2 separate regions of the Hermetia illucens genome follow, and region 2 is linked to region 1. The links are chromatin contacts, called in public Hi-C maps. All regions are on one chromosome and are shown on one strand. The core of a region is the stretch at or near the end of the contact, and the rest is flanking DNA. Distances in the headings are between cores, read along the strand shown.

Evidence for each region. Hi-C and Micro-C count contacts between places; a contact is called where the count stands out from the background.
Region 2: a contact with region 1 is called in a Hi-C map of an unstated tissue, with 6 times the contacts expected there. The contact joins the promoter of LOC119657113 here to the promoter of LOC119656835 in region 1. A contact is called at or near these places in 2 of 2 Hi-C or Micro-C datasets (an unstated tissue and whole body).

Annotation. Positions count from the first base shown.
Region 1 is chr5:71,206,404-71,211,005 of iHerIll2.2.curated.20191125, forward strand. It overlaps LOC119656835 (maestro heat-like repeat-containing protein family member 1), which reads right to left and starts at 1,778. Exons shown (of 15, transcript XM_038063485.1): 1 at 1,491-1,778. The coding sequence starts at 1,527. It overlaps LOC119657163 (protein CWC15 homolog), which reads right to left and starts at 3,308. Exons shown (of 3, transcript XM_038063946.1): 1 at 2,799-3,308; 2 at 2,581-2,743; 3 at 1,979-2,448. The coding sequence starts at 2,929. The coding sequence ends at 2,065.
Region 2 is chr5:71,388,666-71,393,267 of iHerIll2.2.curated.20191125, forward strand. LOC119657113 (von Willebrand factor A domain-containing protein 8) reads left to right here and starts at 2,563. Exons shown (of 10, transcript XM_038063873.1): 1 at 2,563-2,861; 2 at 2,915-3,174; 3 at 3,436-3,768; 4 at 3,824-3,979; 5 at 4,035-4,362; 6 at 4,431-4,602. The coding sequence starts at 2,681.

The sequences.
Region 1 (4,602 bases), core at 528-3,027:
GGGCAGTTTCTGAGAATGGCCCCCTTAAATAAATTATGTCTTTCGACCCCCCAACTTTCTGTTTCTCCAACAAATGTCAAAACTAAAACCAGTTTCGGAAAGTACTAATCGAGACCTTTCATTTGATACTCCACATGACTATATTCGGTGGAAAAAATTACACCCCCCTTTTGCATATATGGGGTCCTCCCCTTAAATTCGACATAACAGGATGTAACTCACTGTATGCGTGAGCGTTCACAGTTTCCACCGAATTTGGTGTCAATCGCTGCTACAGTCTCTCTCAGAAAAAGGCGTGTGATGGACAGACAAGCAGATTTTAATAAGGTCTTGTTTTACACAAAAGCTTAAAGGGACGGCGAAAAAGACGCTGCCTGGAATGGAGAGATAGCGTAGGTAAGGACGCCAGATAGCTTTTAGGGGTATCGAATCGGCGCAAGCAAAACCAGCTGTTTGGAGTTCCTTACCAAGGCAGGCCTAGACCGGATACCGGTTGTTGCGCCGTTGATGATGATGAGCAGCTTCTCTTAGAAAATTTTAGCTCAAAAACTATTTGAGACACAATCTTGAAAATTTTAGGTTAATATTAAAGGTATAAACTATAAAAAAAAATGCAAAAGAAGAAATGGACTTTATGATAATTTCACACTAGTTGTGCTCTTAAGAACTCCGCCTAAATTACCGGCGAAACATTTCTGTGGAAATCGTGTGAAGCATTAAATCCTTTCCATTAACTACATCATGAAATTAATTAATAAGAAACAGTATTGCCCTTAATCATTTCTAATTGTTGATGAACATTGATGGGCAAACTGCTTGCAAAAAGCTAACAACAACAAAAAATCTGATGAATCAAAATATTTCGCAACTACATACGACGACATCGTTCCAAAACCGTCGGAGAATGTTAAAATATTCTCATGGTTCACTCCCGGCGTCGTAATTCGTAATTGAATAAAGGCCGAAAAGTGTATGGGGCAGGACCGGGAAGGGGCTGCATGACAAATTAAGAGCAATTGAGTGGTATGAGCGAATACAATCTGGAATCAAATTGGAAAGTTAGAAAGGGAATTAATGACGCGGAATATCTCTTGTGGGCCCGAAACGTAACCCAAGTCCAGGGGAGGAGAAGGCATTCGTCAACATTGGAAGACTGACTAAAAGTTAAGTGTAATCTCCAGATAAAGATGCCCCGAGAAACTCATAGTACACGTCCACACACTCGTTATCATAAATTCAAATATCTTCTTGGCTGTTTGCAGTTCAGCATAATTTATGGCTGCAGCCCAAGTGAAACATAACACCAGCCTGCCCCGTAAAGAAAAACCAATAATTGACCGCATTTCCCTAGTTTCCTACATATTTGTATGGCGGATGTCTTACTGGTTGGAAAGTCGAACTGTAATTTCATCCATTAGCAGGAATGCAGGGCAGACAGGGATTTCAGGGAAAGCCGAGGGGCGCAGTCCAAAGGAAAACAATACGCCTACCTTCCATTATGGTTTGTTTTTCTCCGCTCGGTTCCATTTTGTCGGTTTTCTGATTCACTGAGCTCTTCGTGTGTACATAGCAGACGACGTAATTCACAGCAGGAGATCCTGATAACTATGCACTCTTGATTAGATTACTTTGATTATATCGAGAAGGCGGCGATTGAAACCGATCGACTCGAAGATAATCCCGTTCACTGCAACAATTCACTCCGTATTACGCGTTGTCACTTGCACTGCTTATGAAAACACAAAGCGATTTGAGTTTAGATTTGCTATTGGAGCCAATCAGCTGTGGCTTGACAACATGTCAAGAACGGTGTACAGTGCCATCTGTTTGTGAGATTTTCGTGACAGTAAGTTAAGACAACTCTCTAAAACAAAATCGGGTTGGCGCGCCAATTCCTAGTAAAGACACTAACTCCGCTGGTAGCTGAAAGAGACTTATCCAAGCCACGAACTACCCTCCAGAAACAAGACAAATCCAATTCAAAGGAATATCAAAACAACTTTATTGAAGACTTATTTTACAGGAAAATATATTCTAATGAAATTTGTTAACATCTAGGCTTGTTTACTTAATGTACTTCTCCATGAATTTCTTGTGAAACTCCGAGCGTAACGAATCATTGATGAAATGTGACTTTTTCTCGGGCTCTGTACGAGCGCAATTCTTGAATACGACATCGTCATCCCAACGTTTTTTTACTTTCAAATCGCCCTTCGAACCGGTGCTATAATTCAGCAAGGGATTTCCGGACAGGATGTTTTCCATTCGGATGCGTTCCTCCTCCTGTTTTCTATCGGCCTCTTTCCTTGCACTTTCTTGAGCACGTTCCTGCTTGATTTTGTTTAATTCGGCGAGGAGAGCTGCGGTGTCATCGTCGTCATCGGAGTCCTCTTCCTCGGATGAATCGTGGGCAATGGGATCATCGGCATCCAAACTGGTAGGAGGCGCCTGCGAAATGAATTTAACTCAATTGAGATACAAGAACACCCTGGCAGCTGTAGTTTTTCAATATTTTCAATTCACTTTTCTGTGCAGTTATCTGATACTCCTCATTTCTGTTTAAATTAAAAAAACAATTACCTGATCTAATTTTGGTCGCTTGTTGCTGCTGCTGTTTGCCTCGATGGCCTTGCGTACAATTGGAGGTAGATTTTTGTTTGGTCGTGATTCGCGTTCACGCTCCTCAAGCTCCTTGCGGAAATCTCTGCTTCGCAGCTCTTCGGAGGTTCCTTGTCCCTGTTCACTGTAAAATAAACTGTTATTATAGCCACCAAATCTATTAATGTCGCTTTGCTTACCGATATTTGAGTTTTGTATGTCCGGGCAAATCCCGACTAGAGTATTGCTTGGAGAGAGCACTCAAATCTTTTTCACCCCGACCACTTCCACCTCGGGCTGGATCAAATGTGGGTCGAGCTGCGGTCGTCATGTTTGTAAAACTACTCTAAATATTGAAATCGTGTGGAAACTACCCCCGTAAACCAGAAATGCGAACAACGTTTGACACTGGCAGAAATTGACAGTGACGTTCGAAGATCTATATTGCCAGATGATGATAAAATACCCTTTAGCGTGAACTCTTCTTCTTTATGTTGAAGAAAACCTAGTTATTACAGACGTTTTTGTTTTGAATAATATTTTCACTGTGTAGAGTGAGCAATGGATTCAAGTTCAGAAATAAAAACTCGCAATTTCACGTAACAGGGGACTTTAGTTCGAGGAAAATAAGAGCGGTTGAATAACAAAAGTTATCAATTATGCTTTATTTTCGTTAAAACCTTTCTACACCACGAAGTCTTTACGTAGGTGCATCCACTCACCCTCTAAACTGAGATTAATTTCAGACCACTTTTAAATGCAACTTTTTATCAATATTCCTCTAAAAGTTGAATCCCAAAAAACTGAGGTAATTAATGTAAAACTGGTTTTGAGATAACACCACTGTTAACGAGTAAAATGGAGCCTGTAATAGTCAACAAAAAAACTACTATTTTTATTCACACGTATGCTATAGAGCCCTTTACTCCCTCTCTCTCTCTCTTACCTGTTTTAGTAGCTATAGTTGTTTCGAGTTTCAAAACATATATAATAAACACTTCTCAGAACAAATATCCGCGCATCAAAGAGTATACAAAGCATCTCGTAAACGATCGCAGAAAATTTAATGGCGGATAGCATCACTCGTTTGAGGAAAATTGTTTCCAGGAATGGCCACTCTATCTTTGACCTTTGTGGAGTTATAATAAAATATAAGTTTTTCGTGAATAGTGTTAATCACAATTCCACTGCCACAATCATTTAATCTCAGATTTGATACCATTTTCGGAAACTAAATAAAATTTCGTATAAATGGATATTTTTTAATTGCAAAAGTCATCGTCGCTTCCAAGATATAACTGTTCAAACTTTAGGGAAATTTCAAAATCGATTTTGAAGGGATTCAAAATTTTTTTCACCGGATATAGTCGTGTAGAGTATCAAATGAAAGGTCTCGATTTGTACTTTCCGAAGCTGACATAAGTTTCGGCGTGAATTGCAAAGTGGGTGAATAAGGAGTCAAAACGTACGCACTTAAAGTGAGAAAGGAATCATTTTCGGAAACTACCCAACCTAAAAATCCGAAAAAAATCAGTGTGCGCTTAGATGAAATCTAGGCCTCAAAGTATGTCCCATTCCGATATCTGCTCAAATTAACTTACGAATAGCATATTACTAACTTTTAGAAATTTACTGAAAACCCCCCTTAAATTCATCCTAGGAGTTCTGAATATTGTACCAGCATAGAGGACAATATTTCGTATATACGTGCTAAATTTCATGGAAATCTGGCTATTTACGCTGAAGTAATAGCAGTTCAAACTTATCAATTTCGCGCGAATTTACTGCATCTGAACCATGCAAATAAGATGCCATTCGAGTCAAATACACAAATACAAATACGCAAACTTCTTTTATTATTATTATTAAAATCGATTCACTGTCTGTCTGTCCGTCTGTCTGTCTGTCACACGCACTTTTCTCAGAAGCGGTTATACCGATTGACATGAAAGTGATAATTTCTTTAACGGACCCATTCTCAGAAACTACCCACCCGAAAAATCT
Region 2 (4,602 bases), core at 1,313-3,812, 180 kb after region 1:
AAGCCACTAGAAAGGAGCTGTACAGGAGATGGCAGTGACGGTGGGATAATTCCGAAAAAGGCCGCTGGTCTTATACATTGATCCTCTGTACTAAGGGGTGGGTCGAATGGAAGCATGGAGAGCTGAATTACCACCTAACGCAGTTCCTTAAGGGACACAGTCGATACAGGAAGTACTTACATCGGTTCGGATTGGATGAGGCCCCAGACCGTTCCGAGTGCGCCGTTACATCTGAGGACCTGGAACATGTTATGTTTCATTGTCCCAGATTCGCGAATGAAAGAGGAGGGTTAAACGATACCCTCAATGCAGTTATCGGACCCCACAATTTCTTGGAGGAGATGTTGAAATCTGAAGGAAATTGCAGTGCGATAAACGCAGCAGTAACTGCAATATAAGAAAAGCTGCAGAAGTAATAGTTCACGGTTGTCCCGCGGGGATATGGACGGAGAATTGGGGGTGATTTTAGTGGGTGAGAATCCCACAAACTGCTGCAACCTGGCGCAGCAGTGTCTTTTTAAGATTTCCACCTCCACTCATAAAAACAAAAAAAAAAAAAAATAAGATTACAAGCAGAGACAGGATTTTTGCCTCAAGCCATTCCGCTGTCTCTTTTCTATCGGATTTGGTCGGAAATATACCCCGCCGCAAACAAGATTGGCACTTCATTCTTTACACATCTGAGGGAGGACAACGGTTTTGATAGTTTTCTGTTTCTCATAAGTGAGTATTAGCTACAGAAATGATTTGGGTAGAATGACTAATCGGATATCTTTCACCGGGCTAGCATAGCTAACGCTGGATCTTCGGGTTCCCACCATGGCCCTTAACATTTTGGAGGTTATCCCTTTCTTTTTTTGGGGACATTCCATCTCATGTATGCTTACCTCTGTTGCTCTGCTCTTATTCAATTCTGCCTTTGGTAGCGTTTGTTGGTTGTGATCATCGCAGTACGGCAATGTTGCGGTTGGTCTCGTCGCTTGATTGCCCAGCTTGTCCTTTTTTGAAGTTATAACCTGGTTATCAATATTATGAAGATGTGTCTCCACTTCATGCACCAGTGGACGTGCTAAGGGGGGGGGGGGGGGGTAATATCGCCACGCACTAACGTTCTTTGTAGACGAGAAACTTGGCTCCTGATGACCTATGTACGAAGTCTTGGAGAACGACATTAAGTTGGATTCTACCCTAATCTATTCTGCAACCACTGCTTGACCCGTTATAGTTTGGTATTTATATTTATTTCTCAAGTAAATTGCAGTGGAGGTATCATATGCGCCTAGTTTTTCAAGAATGGCAAACTATTGCGAATCTTTCACATGAATCAATTCTTACTTTTGTGTAAAAGATTTCTGACTCTAGATTTCGCTTTAAATTTATCAACATACTTGGGGGTCTATTCTGGGTCCTTTGCTATTTTTATTTTTTATTAATGACCTTCCTCCCCTCCTTACTTATCCCTGTTTGCTCTATGCAGACGACCTTAAGCTGTTTTCCGCTATATCGTCGCCTATGGACTGTTTCCCTTCAGTCTAACGTGGACACTCTGGTTCGTTGGTGCTCGACTAATGGTTTAGCGCTAAACGTCAGAAAATGTCACTCTATGTGCTACTCCATAAAATCCTCACCCACTTCTTTCTCCTACTCTCTTAACGGAAATTCCTTATCCTGCTTAAATTCCACTCAAGACCTCGGAGTCACTTTCGATAATAAGCTCCGCTTTGACACCCATTGCCTGGATGTCATCAATCGAGCAGCAAAATTGTCAGGTTTTATATTTCGCTCCTCCTCTGATTTTGGCTCCATCCAACCCTCCTTAGCTCCCTTCAATTCCCTCGTGAGGAATACCCTCGAGTATTGCTCCGCGATCTGGTCACCCTCCCGTAACTGTGATTGTCTTGCCCTTGAAAATGTGCAATGTGAATTCACCCGTTCCCTCTTCTTTAAGAAGCTTCACTCGTGTGGATTGTCCCTCCCGCCTCCGCTTTCTGAATCTTCCCTTCCTACAACAGTGTAGATCCTATCTGGATCTATGCACATTTTTTAAACTTTCCTCGGGTCTGATGGACTGCTCCGCCGCTGACGAGATCACCCGCCGTCCTGCGTCTTATAACACACGCAGCGGAGACATTTTCAACGTGCCCTTCGCCCCTCCTCCTGAGGACAATAATTAATCGGAATTTTCTCTGTTTGTTGTCCGTCAATTAAATAAAATAAATAAATAAACATACGTCCATCTCAGCTGATTAATTTATTCGAATATTTATTCAGAGACGGAAGTCAATGTGGTGAGTCGAAATTTGCCAAATCAGTTTCATTGCACATATTTCGGTTTAACTAGGGAATTCCCCAACTTTCCACCATACTAGGATGGAACTTTCCGAGACGTTGAGAAAGATATTACCTGATCAGCCACTTTATTTCCAATTCACCACAGCAGCTGATTCTGACAGCATCAGTTGTTTGTTGTTTCCAATCAGCTGTTCGCGACTTGTGACGTATGTTTGATAAACATTGGCGACTGGCACATGGGATATCAATCGGAATTGCGGTGACGTCAGATACGCGCTCGGCCGAGCGGCTGCGACTAATCAAGTAGAGATTTAGTTCTTGTCGGTGGTGTTTCTATTTGTTGTGTGCCCATGTGTCCACTTAGGAGTTAAGAATTGATTGAGTGAAAATGTGGCTGACGAGAGGTGCAAGTGTCTTCCGTGGTATGCAAGTTACTCATCGCAATTGGATTAAAAGGAAAACAGCATGCAATTATGGAACGACAACGGGCGAAGGCCGTATAACCATTGATGATGTAACGAAAGAGCTCAAGACTCCCAAGAATCCGGAGCTAGTACCGCAGAAATATGGTAGGTTCTGCTGCATTTCGTGAATTTATTTGCAGTAACCTTTGCTCTGTTAGTGAGTGTTGACGAAACGGGCGCCTACGCGCTATCCCAGACGGCTCTACACCACCTTCGATGGATGATGCAGAAGGATAACCTTAAACAAGATATGTTCCTCCTGGGCCAGCCAGGACCCCTTCGGAGAACGCTCGCAATGCAGTACTTGCAATTGACTCAGCGCGAATTGGAGTACATCGCCCTGAGCCGCGACACAACCGAGAGTGACTTGAAGCAGAGGCGCGAGATTAAGGACAAAGCCGCTGTGTACTTTGATCAGGTGAGTGTGGAAGAAGCAGCGCCGTTGTCTGCGGTATTAGATAAGTGAAAAGTTCAAAGTCCACATTGGGCTCTGGTTGATGCGTTTTGTGATATCGAATCGAATATTTTCTGATAATCCGAGTTGTGTTCATCTGGCGCTCTAGGCCAAAGACCGATACGATTTGTTTATGAACATGCATTGTATTTGTGTGCAGAGCATTGTCAATCCATTGAAGTTAAAGTTTTCATTAAGCACCACAATTTACTTCTCAATTTATAGTGTGCGGTGCGGGCAGCTGTGAACGGACGTATTCTGATCTTGGATGGAGTCGAACATGCAGAACGGAACGTCCTTCCAATTTTAAACAATCTTCTCGAGAATCGAGAGATGCACTTGGAAAATGGGAAGTTCCTAATGTCACCCGAGAGATATGACAAATTGTTACAAACATACAGCAAGGAAGAACTGGACAAATGGGGATTGCTTCGAGTATCGGAGGATTTTCGAGTTATCGCCCTGGGGCTGCCCACCCAAAAGTATAAGGGTACTCCTCTGGACCCCCCATTGCGCTCTCGGTTTCAGTCAAGGAATGTCTCACATTATTCTTACAGCGTAAGTGATCCTTATATATACCATGTACGTGCAAGACTTATCAATATTCCAACAGGAGGTGTTTCGAGAATTGCATGATGTGGCGCCGAACTTGGAGGCTAGTGAGTTACAAAAGTTGGTATCGTTTGGTATGGCGGTGTTGGCTTCTGATTCAACATCGAGTTTGCCAGACTTCCCTATTGACAATTTGCGTAGTGTTGCTCAAATGATGGTAAGTCTCTTAGTCTTGCTTTACGACTGTGTGATAACCAGTCCTTTTCCAATAGGATTCGAATCCTGCTATAACCGTACATGAGGCGTTACTTCATCTGTATCCCTTCAAGACACTGCTACCGAGAGAAAGCCAGGACCAAATAACGACTCTATTTGATTCTCTGAAAATACCAATCACGCCTAATAGGCCAATCAAATCAATCGAAGTTACAAAAACCGATTCTGATTTGGTGGACTTTCAAATTGACGGCCACACAATAGCTGTAAACGGCGGCCCGAAAAAAATTCGGAAAACTGAAGGTTTCATTGATATTGACTACCAACGAAGCCTCTTGTCCTCTATGATTCAAATGTACGCCGTGGGAGACATTTGCCTGATAGGTATCGAATTACATCTTTTGTGGAAAATATTGATGGTAATAGCATACTTTTGCTGTCTCGTTTCTTAGGACCCAAAGGCGTGGGCAAGTCCACCCTTTCACTTCAACTGGTGAATTGGCTCGGTCAATCGATTGAGCCCATGGTTTTGTATGAAGATATGACGTCGAGGGATTTGATTCAACAACGGGTTACCACACCTGACGGCGATACAATTTGGAGAGATTCTCCTTTGGTGCGAGC